Linked DNA regions of Macaca mulatta: region 1 is linked to region 2. Evidence: chromatin contacts called from public Hi-C data. All regions are on one chromosome and are shown on one strand. The core of a region is the stretch at or near the end of the contact, and the rest is flanking DNA. Distances in the headings are between cores, read along the strand shown. Region 1 overlaps EDN1 (endothelin 1). Region 2 has its middle 110 kb from the start of PHACTR1.

Region 1 (2,820 bases), core at 61-2,560, 300 kb after region 2:
GAAGAAGCAATGGTACTCAATGTTCCTTAAAAAACAAACTCCTTAATGTGAGAAAATAAAAAGCCATTGGAAACCTCTACTTGCTCTGAGCAGGCCATTTTCTAAACGCAACTCTGGTGTGTAACTTTGTATAATTAGGTATGTTTTGGGGGGTTGTCTTGCCATTACTTCCTTCAGTCCATTAATACGGAGAAAGCATCTCTCACCACACCATCAGCTTAAACTGTTGAATCCTGCCTAATAGCCTGAGCCAAGTTAATGGATGAAGTCCCTGGAGAGTTTTCAGGTGAAGGGGAAGCAGGAGGCTGCTACCCAAGAGAAGACAGAGGTATTAAAGCTGCTTTTTTGTTTTGTGTTTTTACCTCAATGCAATGTAAAATCAACATTTAAGAGATAGGTAAAATTATTTCTATAATTAGCTCAGACTGTAATATCCTTTTAATTGTCACTTTTCTACAAAACCATCTTTAACCATTTGCCTTTATAATTCTTAATCACTTTGGCCCACTCCTTAGAAATTTCAGTAATGATTCAAAATCAGTACAGTAAGGAAAAAAAATATTTATTTTCTAAAGTCATTACCTTGACAGGCAAAACAAAGCATGTTCTCAATTTCATTTAGAAATACATATTTTAAAAATACATAGACCAATATGGCCTGCCCAAACAGATATTTAACATGGTAAATATAAGGAATAAATTGTTTGAATATAAATATCTATAAAAAAATAAGTACGTCAAAATTCAATCCAACCTCTTTCATTAGCCGGTTATATAAAGGAAAATAATTTTACTGCTTTAAAGCATAACAAACACTTACTTTTCAATATATTTCATAAACCACCCTATGCCATTGTGTCTCCAAAAATCAAGGATAGGGAATCTCCTGATTTAATGATCTTTTTTTTTCTTATGGATCAGAGCTAGTAGATTACCATGAAAATATTATATCTACTGCTGACACATTAGACCAGACTTCTACGAGGCTAGGATTTAGTATGGGGGATGGAGAAAGGGGAAGCAGGGGTGGGAAGAGTTTGGGGAGGCAATAATTAAATGTGGGAATACTTCTGCCAGAGTGCAATATAGGTGAGGTAGACTCATATTCTTGAAACATATCCTGATTTACGGCAGTAACAGTTTCATTCAGTTTTGCGTTTTACAAATTTAAACAAAAGTCTTTTTTTTTTCTTTTTACTTGCATGTTTGTCTTTTGAGTATGTTTTCAATTTGTGCATTCCTTAGAAAATCTTTGCGTGGACTTTGGAGTTTCTCCCTGAAATGTGCCAGGCGCCTGAGTCAGACACAAACACTCCCTTAGGACCTTCGTCAGAAACTCCACCCTGGTGTGGAATCTCCTTCCTCTTTCTGGAGGATGCCACCCGAATTCGAATGTCACTGTGCATTTCTGCTTTCTGAGAGGTCCATTGTCATCCCCAGATGAAAGAAGAGACCAAAGCAGTTACCACCGATGCAAGCCAATGAAGACAGTTTGGGGGAACTCCTTAACCTTTCTTGGAATGTTTTGAACAAGGACGCTGGTCCTTTGCCAGTCAGGAACAAGCAGAGAGGATGCTCCTGCTCTGATCCCAGCCAGGGTGGAGAGTGCAGAGTCGGCCACAGGGCTCTCCGTGGAGGCTATGGCTTCAGACAGGCCCCGAAGGTCTGTCACCAATGTGCTCGGTTGTGGGTCACATAATGCTCTCTGGAGGGCTTGGCTTTCAGCCTGGGATCATGAAAAGATGATTTGACACTGTTTCTCATGGTCTCCGTCCTAATAAAGCAAGATAAGAGAAAACAAATGTTATCTTTAAAAAATCACCCTTTGGCAAGATAAACATCTAAAATCAGAATCTGGCACAAACAAAATCTGAATCTGGCTGTGAACTTTCACCACCCACCGCAACTCTTTGATAAAACCTCAAGTGATATCTATTACCATTGTAAAAATAAAGCTGGCCCCTATGCTTAGAATGGGAGAGAGGGGTCATATGGTCAAGTCTAAGGGGAATTGGGCAGTAAATACAAGTTTTAAATAAACTAGAGGTGTTCTGGTTTCTTCTGTAGCCCCAACCCAACCTTCACCACAATGCAACCCTGCCTTGAGGAACTCAGCTAGGTTTTGAATAGTTATGGCCATCTTAATAAATTGACAGTGATTTAGTTGAGAAGAGAGAAAAAGAAAAAAGAAAAGAGGCATACAGTAGGCCCAGAGCAAATACTTTATGGCAATTATTTTTAAATATATATATACATATATTTGCAGGCCTAATGTTTTCTTTTTACAGGAGAAGTACAGAGGGAAGAACTGTAATGTTGATTTAATAGTTGGCATAATAAAAACTCATACAAAATTCCACGTTCGTTCAGAAACTGATCTCGTGGGGAGCATTACTGGCCTTCAACCATAAGCATGGAAACTCTCATGGCAGGTATGAAGAAACCGATAGCTGAGGCTGCCCCACGAATCAGTAATAAACTTATAACTCAGAAGTAGTTCATGACTGCCTGCCCTGAGCTCAGAACACTTTAATCACAGGACTTCTTGCCACTGGATTTCTAGAAAAGTTTCCATAGACCATGACAGAGAAAAGCAGAACATGTGATAGATCAGAGAGTGGGTTTCCTCCTTCGAGCTTGTGAGTTCCAAAAAGTTTGGGATTTGGAAGCATTATCACCAAAGAGCAGCTCAGAGCAACTCTATGATGTTGCCAAATCCAGATCCCTTCTCCGTCCCAGCGCATGACTGACCAGGAAAAGAGAGAGCTTTTTGGAATGACATTGGCTCTGCACCAAATACATTTCCCTATTAAAAAAAAA
Region 2 (2,724 bases), core at 177-2,676:
TGTCGACATCTATTTTAGCACGTTTTAAGAGTAGGTACTTCTTTAGTATTTTCAAAGGGATCTGTCCATATTTCATCTTGATATGTTCTTTTCTGCCTAGCACAGTGTCTTGCCCATGGGAAGCATCCTATACATTTTAAATACATCTATACATTTTAATTGAATGCTAATAAATTACTCCCCCAACTCAGTAATAATGGACAGAAGGCCAAATGGAAGTGAGGGTGTGGTCATACTGGGAAGAGATTCTTGAAACTATCTGGTAGAAATAAGGCTTCTATTAATAAATCAGTCAATTCAATTAAACACTAGACTAATTTCCATTTAATCAGCTTCTGAATTTTGAGTGCAAGCAAAACAGTGTACAGTTTGGGTGAGTCTGGTTTGTTTTGTGTTTTCCACTATGAAAAAAATCAGAACCACTAGAGGTCACTCCAGTTATTAGCAAGAGACTGGTTAGGCTAGTCTTTTGTCTTATAGGACAAGGCAGCTCTTGCAAGCCTGCCTAAATTTTGCCATCAGCAGAAGCAGAATAAAAGTTAACTTAAATGCTCATAAATGGTCAGTACAAGTCTATGGTTTGCTCTGTCCCATTACGCCATCCTGATTGACCTTCCTCCGTACCATTTCTTTCCGCTGTACCACTTCAATAATAACCTCAGCAGCTGTGTCTACTGTGTGTTTATTATGCATCAGGCAACATTCCAAGGATTTTACATCATTATCATCTTTACTTTGTACAGCAACCCTATGAGGGCTGTACCATTACTGCTACCATTTTACAGAAGATAAAGTCAAGGCTCAGAGATTTCACAGAGCTGAGTGACAAGGCTGAGATTCAAACCCAGAGCCCACACTGGTAAACACAAATCGGATCCCATGAGCAACAACGGGATATGTTTGACTCTTATTTTCTATTTAAACAACAGGTTTAAATGTTGTAACAGGAGAAATATTTAGGAATGCATATATGTGGCAACAGGAAGCACTTTGGCATCCCTCAGATCATACTCTACAGGTCAGGCAAATGCAGAGATATGTGTGTGTGTGTGTGTTGTGTGTGTGTGTGTATTTGGGAGGTGAGAGAGAATAGAGGGGAGTATAGAAAATGAATCTAACAAGTTAAAGGTGGGATTGCTGTTCGACATAGTCAAATGGCCAGGTCAGCAGGCCCATAAGTCCATCACTTCCAAGTGACTTATCCAAAAGAAAAATGAAACACACCTTCCTAACCCTGCCATTAAAGAGATACTACTCAATCTGAGCAGCTGTTGTGTACTGTTTCTAAAGCCATGAAAGCATCTTTTCTACAGCATCTCAGAACATCTTTAACAATTTGGTGAAAGACCCAGGAGCTCTTATTCACACCCTGCTTCAAGCAGTAGAGAGCGCTGCTGGCTCAACAAAGCATTTTTTTTCCCCCAAGGAATGATAGTATCCATGTATTTACACAATACCTGTGCCTGTGGCAAGCCTGACTTAGATGAAGAAGTGGAGGCTGAAGGAATTTAGAGACACTTGCCTCAGGTTACAAAGCAAATCAACATAGATGGAGTTTAGCATCCCCAGCCCTGGAGTTTCCACTCAGTTCTTGGACTGCTACGACCCTGCATTGTGCTTGTTGGTATTAAACCTGAAGATCTCCCTTGTAGAAGGTTCTCACAGGATCCCTCTCACCAAAAGGTGACGGAGGATTACAGTTTACCCTAACAAGGCCAACATCTTAATCTCATAATGAAACCTTCTGAGAATCCCCTCTGCTTTCACTCTGAGCCCCCATAAAAACCAATCATCATGTATGCCCCTCCACCAAATGGTCGCTGCGATTGGCACCTGTCCTGGCCTTTGCCTTTGGAATGGAAAGTCAGGATAGTTTCAAAGTTTCGTATACAATAACAGGAAAAAAAAATGAAACAAAGGAACATTTTAAGCAGCAGTCCCCACCTCTGAGCTGTTTCTTTCCAATCTCAGCCAAAGTTTTGCATACCTCAAATCCCTTGAGAGCAGAGAAGACTATAAAACCAACAGTTAAGATTTTTTGGAGGGGGGGGCGGGACCAGTGGGGAGGTCACAACAGAGAAAATAAAAATTGTTATAAGTTTTATCTTCTAGCATAGCTTGCTGCCTTTCACAGTGTTCTAAAATGGCAAACAGAATTGAGAAGGAGGAAAAATTGAACTCCAATTTATTTATCTCACACTCTCTAGCATTAGTACAAGAAGTAGTATTTGCTGGAAAGATGTTAAAGTAGCATTTGCATTTCAAGTCAATCTTCACATTTTAGTTTATATATAAGGAACAATAAAAGTCATAGATTAAAGACTCTTTTCAACTTGAAAGGTGGGAAAACAGGATTTAAAGGAAAAGAAAGAGGAAACCTGGTAATAGATTGTGTCCTATATAACAATCAATATTCTCTAGTTGACGGGTTCATTAGCTATTAAAACCAAGAGCCTTTCTGGAGAAAAATCATTATAAAAAGTACCATGGATGGGGCTTACTGTTGTCAGAGAGGTAATGGTTATGCTAGAAAGTTCTCTGAAGAAGAAATCTGAAGAACTGCATCTTAGTGCATGTCAGTTTCTCAGGACCTCAGTTTCTTCACTTATAAAACCTGAGTAATAATATTCTATCATTTCTTTCTTGTTAACCTTTCTTGTAGACATGTTTTATATCATAAATATTTTATTAGAATCAAACAAGCCTTTTAATGTAATAGACGCA

Evidence for each region. A called contact is a pair of places that touch in the nucleus more often than the background predicts.
Region 1: a Hi-C map of fibroblasts shows a contact between it and region 2, with 2.6 times the contacts expected there. The contact joins two enhancer-like sites. A contact is called at or near these places in 5 of 14 Hi-C or Micro-C datasets (blood, cortical neurons, fibroblasts and 2 more).

The regions. Positions count from the first base shown.
Region 1 is chr4:170,822,846-170,825,665 of T2T-MMU8v2.0, forward strand. It overlaps EDN1 (endothelin 1), which reads right to left. Exons shown (of 6, transcript XM_078001356.1): 6 at 542-1,774. The coding sequence ends at 1,669. Among named protein-coding and RNA genes, the nearest start is that of EDN1, 36 kb to the right of the region's middle. Within about 2 kb of position 1,311, at least 1 of the 40 cell types and tissues checked has an H3K27ac peak or open chromatin away from gene starts, as enhancers often do.
Region 2 is chr4:170,518,470-170,521,193 of T2T-MMU8v2.0, forward strand. No RefSeq gene overlaps it. Among named protein-coding and RNA genes, the nearest start is that of PHACTR1, 110 kb to the left of the region's middle. Within about 2 kb of position 1,427, at least 1 of the 40 cell types and tissues checked has an H3K27ac peak or open chromatin away from gene starts, as enhancers often do.